Regions from separate parts of the Mus musculus genome. Here region 2 is linked to region 1. The links are chromatin contacts, called in public HiCAR-type maps. All regions are on one chromosome and are shown on one strand. The core of a region is the stretch at or near the end of the contact, and the rest is flanking DNA. Distances in the headings are between cores, read along the strand shown. Region 1 holds the start of Lrrc52 (leucine rich repeat containing 52). Region 2 holds the start of Ccdc190 (coiled-coil domain containing 190).

Region 1 (4,312 bases), core at 1,192-3,691:
ACACCCAAGTCAACTTCCCTTAGCACCAGAAGCAAGGCAGCTATGCATCCATGAGTCCTGAGGCTTCAGGATTAGAAACTGTTTAGCTACCTCAAACAAAGGGGATGCCTGAGGTTGGCCATTCCAGGGAGTTAGGTGTAGCTGGTTAGTGCCACTCAGTCACCTTTAGCGTGGCTTATTTATCTAAGGCTTTTGAAGGGGAGCGTGCTTGTCATAGTATGGTCAAACAGGTAAGGCCAGGTCTGATGCTCCTGTCCTGGAGTCAAGAATGCTGGAAAGTGAAATGCAGAAACCTGGAGTCATGGTCCTCTGAGGGAAAGAAGACTCTAAGAGGGAGAATGGTGTAAAAGAAAGGTGGAAGAGCTGGTGGTGTGGCTTACGAGGTAAAGCCACTTGTTACCAAGCCTGATGGCCCGAGTTCAGTCCCTGGGGCCCACACGGTGGAAGAGAGCTCCTGAGACTTACCCTCTGACGTCCATGTACAGTCATGTCCATGCACACATTCCCCACAAACACACACGTGCCCAAATACACACACGCATACACCCACACACACACACACACACACACACACACACACACACACACACACGTGCACATACTCATGCACACATACACACACTGTAATTAAAACATTCATCAAACAAAGAGTAGAGAGACACAGTAGGAGCATTCTGAAAGCTCTGGAGGTCAGTCAGGGACCATCACTCCTGGGAACATCTCCCAGAGTGTCCTAGGATGCCCAACCTGAGCATCACACGCTGCTGCACTCCCAGAGAGTACGGCCACTGTGAAGACTAATCTATGATACAGTGAAGACTCTACTAGATGCTCTAAATTTATCTCAGATGCAATGTTCTAAGATCGAGGGAGGGACTTGTTTATGTTTTTTTTAACTGATTTTTTTTTTTAATTATAAAGAAAGGTTGGCTTCCCTATCAATTAAATCTTGCTTCAATTGGGAAAACTATCATTTAAGTCATTACATTAAGTGTTTGAGATTTCTGCCTGAAGAAGGTCACTTTCAATTTAGTAAACATCCCTAAGTCATCACGTTAATTCCCAGCCAGTCACCCGAGAAATGCTGAGTCAGGAAACATAACCAAGCATTAGCTAACTAGCCATGAATCCACTCGACTTTATTCATTTCTCTCTTGGCAGAGAAGCAAGAAAAGGAAGCAAGCCATCAGAGACATTCACGCATCATTCATTCAATAAGTATTTATTAAATGCCTAGTGCCAGGCGCTATGCTAAGCTAAATACAAGTTTCATTGAGCTATTAATATTCCCACCTACATTATATGTGAAGGTTTTTAAAGAATAAGGTACTGCTTTCCATAAATAACCCATTTTAACTCCTGAGGTGCTTCATCTTCATTTCTGACCTCATGCCTTCCCCCACAGAGAGAGTTATACACCCCAGACCCCATTCCTCTAGAGACTCCTTTCATCTGTCAAGCACTTAATGAGCAGAAACTCACAGTAGAAACACTAGACCTGTACTCGCTGTGTTTAAACTCCTTGAAAAACACAAGTCATAAGAAATGATTCATATTATCACACTCACAGGTTTTTATTCTGCGTTTGGGCTTTGTTTTAAGGGGAATAACTTACTGTTCAAAAAAGTCTTTTTAAAATAAGAATGTGTACATGCATGTGTGCACACACACACACATACACACACAATCCAAATGTAGACAAGGATGTATAAAACCTAGAAATAAAATCTTAAGAGTCTCACCTTATCAGAGGATTTATTACAAAAGAGGCAAACCCCTTTCCTATCTTCTAAAAACAACTGACATCCCTCAAAATTTAGAAACCAGGAAACGGTCTGCTCTAAAAGCTGATCACCAGAAAGGATGATAGGGCTGGAGACATCCCAGGTTCCCACTAGGAATGGACTAAGGGCTTATATCTGGCCAAATCCTCTCTGACACCTCCGTGTGGAGCTGATATGAACACTCCAAGAATGCCCTGGCACACACCTGCACACAGGGCCCTCATGTGTGTTCCCCCCACACCTGCATGCCTGACTCCTCCAGAGAGCAAGCTTACCTACATACACAAAACACCCCTGACCACCCAGAAGGAGAGGTGAGAAACCTCTCTCCCTCTGCCTCAGAGTCTCCCGAGGCTGCTGACATCACAAAAGTGTCAACTGGCAACCTCATTGTCATGCGGTTCTCCCCTGGCTCCCCTTCACTTACAAAGGCAGGGAAAGGGTGAGACCTTTCAGAGCTGCCAAGTGGGCGAGCTTCCAACAGCACTCGGACTGAGCAAGTAGCAGAGCCACCAAGCCGGCAGCAGGGCACTGGGCCTCGTGTTTCAACTTCTGTTCAGTTCTCCTGTAATGGAAAATTGCTTTGCACAAAGCTAGAGTGTTACAGTTTTTTCCAGCACCCATCCCCTGCCCTGCCCCACCCCTCGGCAGCCTTCAGATCAGAAGGACAGCTTGTACCCGCCCTCAGGAAGGTAGAAGGAGGGGAACCTTGGCTTCTTACTATGTCCCTTGCTTCAGGCCCTAGCTCCAAGTTGTTACTCTTTTCTCTTGGAATGGGGTTGGTATCAGGGTCCAAGTGTCCAAACAAGTGTGTGTGTCAAGACCAAGAAGTAGCCTGCATAGATTTGCACCTAACGGAATACCCAGCTGATATTCCTCTGAACACCCGGAGACTATACCTGAACAATAACAAAATCACTAGTTTACCAGCTTTGCAGCTGGGATTCCTCAGTGACCTCGTTTACTTGGACTGTCAGAACAACCGGATTCGAGAGGTGATGGATTATACCTTCATCGGGATCTTCAGACTCATCTACCTTGACCTCAGCTCCAACAACCTAACTTCCATCTCCCCTTTCAGCTTCTCAGTGCTCACCAACCTGGTGCGGCTGAACATTTCACACAACCCTCACCTGTTGTATCTTGACAAATACGTCTTTGCCAACACCACGTCTTTGAGGTACCTGGACCTCAGAAACACCGGATTGCACATCATCGACCATAATGGCTTCCACCACCTGGTGGTGCTCCAGACTCTGTACCTAAGTGGGAACCCCTGGATATGCAACTGCTCCTTCCTGGACTTCACCATCCACTTATTAGTGTCCCATATGGACCACCCAGGTAAGGGGTTGATTGGCAGTGGGTGCCATGCCATGGGAGGGACTGGTTTCTGAGAGGGGTAGTCAAAAGATGATCGGGATGGAGGGAAAGCTGTGTGAGATGGTTAAAAAGTACCGTCACTGTTTGGCCCGGCCCCCTCCTTGGGTTGACTGGAGAGGCAATAATGCTTAATAGCAATAGTTCTAGAATGAGAATTCAGAACTCAAACATGTCACCTACCACTCCTGTGCCTTTAGAAAAATCTCATTTCTCTGCACCTGTTTTCCATTCCATAAAACCGGTACATATTACATAATTTGCAGAATTGTAGCCAACAAAATGTGTATGTAAATGATACAAAATGTGTACTGTAATTGTAAAGTTACAAAGTAATTCAAGGGCACTGGGCTCCCCTGGGTAAACTGTGTTAATCTGATTAATGCCGTGACTGAATTTTTCCAGGGTCTAAAATAAATTCAGTCCTTCACAGGTGAGGGAGAATCCAACAGGGCTCAGGGAATGTTCCACGGGTGTGGCAGGGGTGGGGTGCACAGGAGCCTCGGGGACAGCAAAAGACAGAGGACAGAAGGAAAGCCTTTGATAGACTTGTTTCAAAATGCTGAGCTCACAGGAAAGTGCCAAGCTGGGAGAGTCCGGTGTTATAGACTTACCTGGGGAGAGTTCCAAGCTAGGTGCTGCCACTGAGGCAACCCTCTCTGCAGTGGTTCCTTTAGTACCCCAGTGTGTCACATCCCCATCCCAGGGACTCTGTTGTCTCCTTCAACCCCAGGTAAGTCAGAGCTTCAGAGAAATGAGACCCCTTACAGAAAGCCTGGGGCCACTGGTACTGTCCCTGGGACATGGCGATTCCTAGCCAAGAACGGGCCTGCAGAACGGAGAGTCATCATTCCTCCAGAGCTCCGGGGTGATCGTGTCCTAAAAGGCCTTCCAGGCAGGAAGCCCACTGGAGTGAAGCAAGCCAGGATTTCCAGACCAGATTTAAGGAGGCACTGAGAATAAGCCCTCAGAGTAAGTGCCTCCTTAACTTTTGTGCCCTGGGCATCTGCCAAAAATCTCATCCTAAGTTGTTAGAATAACAAAAAAGGAACCATAACTTTGTCAGAGATCTCAGTAGCACTAAGACTGAAGACAGGAGCGGTGGCCCTAAGTAGCTTCCTTCCCATCTTCTCTAAGATGGTTCTACA
Region 2 (4,312 bases), core at 895-3,394, 2.5 Mb before region 1:
TGGCTGTGTCCCAAGCTTGCTCTTTCTTTCTTTCTTTCTTTCTTTCTTTCTTTCTTTCTTTCTTTCTTTCTTTCTTTCTTTCTTTCTTTCTTTCTTTCTTTCTTTCTTTCCTTCCTTCCTTCCTTTCCTTCCCTTCCCCTCCTTCCTTCCCTCCCTTCCTTCTTCCCTCCCTCCTTCCCTCCTTCCCTCTTTCTTTCTTTCTTTCTTTCTTTCTTTCTTTCTTTCTTTCTTTCTTTCTTTCTTTCTTTCTTTCTTTCTTTCTTTCTTTCTTCCTTCCTTCCTTCCTTCCTTCCTTCCTTCCTTCCTTTCTTTCTTTCTTTCTTTCTTTCTTTCTTCCTTTCTTCCTTCATAAGCACTGTAGTCAGAAACTGTATCTCTAAACCATGAACGTGGAATCCCCTGCACCCAGCCCCTGTAGGATGGGGTCTACCCTTGTGAAGCTATGGCTGGAGTCGCTGCCTGGTTAGTACGGGTTCAGAAACTGCATGAGCAGTTCAGCAATGCGGAACCATTTGTGGCAAACTATACTTTGTCTATCCCTTTGCACACACTCTTCCTTTCTGCTAAGCATGGTCAGCTGGTACCCAGCCACGCATCACTTGGCAACTTCCCTCTCCTGCATCACCTCTCTCTTCTGCTCCTAGGTTCTGCTCATACAACCCTTGAGCCTTCTAACAGGAACAGGGGGCTCCTTCCTTACCGTAGAAATAACTCCATTTTAGCATTGAGAATATTTTTGAATGGGATTCATAAAAGCACAGGGTATTTCTTTTTATATCGATCTTATAAACACGCAGCTACCTGATAATGTTAATGAGCATCCCACCGTGAGGCGGGGGCTGTGCCCTCCCCCACCTCCCCCAGTAAATTACTCCTTAGGACTGGAAGTGGGGGCCCATTGCCACTCATGACAGAGCCTCACCTTGCTGCAGGCGCTGCAGTTCTTTCTGAAGCTGTCTCTGCTCCCTGGCTAGCGATTTCACGTGATAGAGGCAGATGATCTCCAGCCTTTGCAGTCTAAGGCTGAGTCTGGCTTCTGCTTGCCTGGCACTCTTTCTCTCCAAGTCAAACTGCTTATACAGAGGTCCCTTCACCATGCTTCTGTCCATCTTCCTCACGCGTGGGTGACAGTAAAGCCAGTGTCCTCCAGGGACCACAGATAACCTGAAAGAACAAGGTCAGCATGGTGGCTTCTGGTCATTGGTCACTGATTAGTTTGAAATCTAATTTTATTAAATCTTAAACTGCCTAGTCAGATGAAGTCTCCACATCCAAACCCACACCTCTACCTTCTTAACTCCAGTAGCACTCTCAGGAAGGAACGAGAGTCCCTGCCAATACTCACCTCAGGGCTACAACACAGAATGCATGCGGGATAGTGGTCAGTCAGGTCAGGTGCTCTCCCTTAGGTATTGGTGGTAGTAGTTCAGGAAAAGATTAGCATTAAAGAAGGGCATCCACCCACAGCCAAGCAGTGGATGGCGCTTGGGGACTCTTATGGAAGAATAGGAGGAAGGTTTACAGCCACTAAGGTGATAAGAACTCCACAGGAAGATGAACAGAATCAACTAACCTGCACCCTCAAGACTCTCCCAGACTGAACGGCCAATCAAAGACCGTAAATGGGCTGGACCAGGACTCTGCACATATATAACAGGTGTACAGCTTGGTTTTTATGTGGGTCCCAAACAACTGGAGCGGGGGACTGTCCCAAGAGGTGTTGCCTGTATGTGGGATGTGCTCTTTCAGCTGGGATGCCTCAGTGGGAGAGGAGGCGCTTAGCCTCTCAGAGACTTGAAGTGCCAGGGTAGGGGGAAGAGGGTGGAGGGGGTTACTCACTCAGAGGAGAAGGGGGTAAGGAAGGAAGGATTGTGGGAGGAGGTGAGAGGGAAGGGGGATCAGTGAGTGGAATGTAAAGTGAATAAGAAAAAAAAATTGAAATGTCAAAAAAGGGGGTGGGGTGGGGCTAAGGCCAGACACAAGGCAGCTCTAATTTAAGAGCCGAATTCGAGTCAGTTTGATTTAGATTCTGAAGTATAGATTAAAGCTTCACCCAAAAATACAGGGGGTAGCACTTACCTGCAAACCCAGCTCCTCACCAGGAAAATCTTTGTTTCTTTGGCTCCAAGCTTGTTTTCTTCACTAAGCGTGTGAGCCTGTGTAAAGGGGGGTGAGGGTGGGGAAGGGGGCTGGAAGGGGGCGGGGCCAGGAGAAGGTTAGTTACACTCGAAAGCTCTGTCCTTTCCTCCTGCGACCCCTGGTTAGGAATGCCGTCGACTCCTCGAGCCTTGGGTCCCATTTGCTCTTGAAGAGGCCACATCTCTAACTTGTTTTGAGGATAAAGGAAGCTTGCCAACTTCCAGCCCTCCCCAGGGAGGCCTGCGGTGCTCCTAGGCCGTGTCCATGGGAGCCAAGAATGAAAGCCAAGAGTCCCTCACTGTTTGTAACCAGTCTCTTCTCTTCCACCTCCCTCTGCTTCGCTTCTACCTCCCCTGCCCCTGCCCCTCCTCCCGCCCCATCTCCCACCCCTTTTCTGGCTTCTTGGAAACCAAAAGAAAGCACCCTGCCTTCCCATTCATGACTGGGCACATTTTGCACAGAAAGGCATTGAATTTGCTTATTCTACGTTATTGCGCTCCACGCTGGGTGTTTCCAGTCTTCCAGCCTTGTTCGGTGCATTTCAAAGTTTATTTAGATTTTCAAAGGCTTGGACACAGCACGAGATGAAGTGATATATATTTTTGAATCAACTTTTGTCTTCACGTTTGGAGAGCTGCAGCAGAGAATAGAGTTGAGCTATGGGTTATAGACGAAGATACTGGATGGGACTCTAACTGTTTCCTTGGGGATCCTTCTGAGAATGAGAGGCAGTAAGATTCCACAGTCTAAAGACAGCTGCCAACACTGGGGCCCAGTAATCCCAGTTTATGAAAGGCAGCTAAGCAGCCCCTACTACCCACAATCACCACCCGGCAAACAAACTATTCTAAAGAGATTACTGGGGAGGTGAGAGAGGGAGGGCGGGTCATTGTTCTCTAAGTAGGAAATGATACCTTCCCAGCCAGTGCTTCTCCCATGCACAAGTTCTTCCTCTCCAGGATTTAAACAAGTAGGGCACAATCTCCAAGACAATTACTACAGAAAGTGGGGTGCCGCATAAGGGAAACTGGCACTCTAGTCCCCATCGGCAGGCCTGGTGAAGTGCATAGCAACAGAGCTTTGTTGCCCCCATGAAGCGGTAAATATCCAGCCCAAATATGCCCTGGCAATGAAAGCACAACTCAATTAATATGAATCCATGCTGTGCACCTAGATTGGGCAGATCAACCCCTACACTACCATCTTCCACATCTATGTGACCCCTTAGAACTTGTAGTTTCTCCAAGCCATGTTCTTCTGCTCTGCTTTTCTTCTTCCTCCTCCTCCTCTGTGTCCTCTCCCTCTTCCATTTTCTCCTTCTTCTCTCCCTCACCTTCTGCTCCACCTTCCCTTTTATCTGCCCAATCATCAGCTCTCCTTTATTTTACAAATTAAGGTGGGAAAGCAGATTTACAGGAAGTCACCTGAGTACTGACTCATTCCTTGTTCAAAACTCCTCACAGGAGAAGGAATTAACAGCAGATATAATTAGCCCCAGGGCTATCCAAGTACCCCAGAGCTGACCTCATTGTGGCACTTCTGGTACAATTGGTGTGTCATCTTGAGAAAGTGCCTATGGGGAGAAGCTTGCAGAATTAACCACACAGTTAATGTGGCATGTATGGTAGTCCTCTGGTCCTCTTGAGAGTGCTTGGGAGGTACCAGCTCGTATGCGGGAGTGGAAACCATTAGGTACCCGTGGTATGTCTGTTTGCTGGAGGAGACGTGCTTCAATGGAGACAGCACAGAAGCTGTGAAACTGGAGCACACCAAGTGCAGCAGCAATGCTGGAAACAGACCTTGCACCTGTACTTTGACTCTCCTCCTAGTCCCTTAGACTGGGTAGGGTCAGAAAGACAAGCGAACAGAGGTATCAAAAAGAGCACCTCGGGGCTGGGGAGATGGCTCAATCACGTGTTTGCCCCACAAGCATGAGAACATGAATTTGGACCTCCAGTACCATGGGAAGAGGGTGGGCACAGTGGTGTATGGCTCTAACTCCACTCCACCACAGGAAGAGGGAGGACCAGACAGATCCTCAGAGCTGGCCTTGGCAAATTAATGTAGTCTAGGTTATATGAGGGAGTCTGTCCCAAACACTAAGGTGAAAAGTTTCTGAAGAAGGCGCTTCATGCCTATCTCTGGCCACTACACACATGCATGTGAAGATGTA

Evidence for each region. HiCAR-type assays count read pairs that join an accessible place to other places.
Region 2: a HiCAR-type map of astrocytes shows a contact between it and region 1, with 3 times the contacts expected there. The contact joins the promoter of Ccdc190 here to the promoter of Lrrc52 in region 1. A contact is called at or near these places in 2 of 39 promoter capture datasets (both in liver) and 1 of 115 datasets of contacts at active chromatin or transcription factors (astrocytes).

The regions. Positions count from the first base shown.
Region 1 is chr1:167,464,909-167,469,220 of GRCm38.p6, reverse strand. Lrrc52 (leucine rich repeat containing 52) reads left to right here and starts at 2,441. Exons shown (of 2, transcript NM_001013382.3): 1 at 2,441-3,128. The coding sequence starts at 2,507.
Region 2 is chr1:169,926,771-169,931,082 of GRCm38.p6, reverse strand. Ccdc190 (coiled-coil domain containing 190) reads right to left here and starts at 2,144. Exons shown (of 4, transcript NM_001033185.2): 1 at 2,080-2,144; 2 at 923-1,164. The coding sequence starts at 1,109. Gm39699 (a long non-coding RNA gene) reads right to left here. Exons shown (of 3, transcript XR_865723.1): 2 at 3,054-3,262; 3 at 2,495-2,773.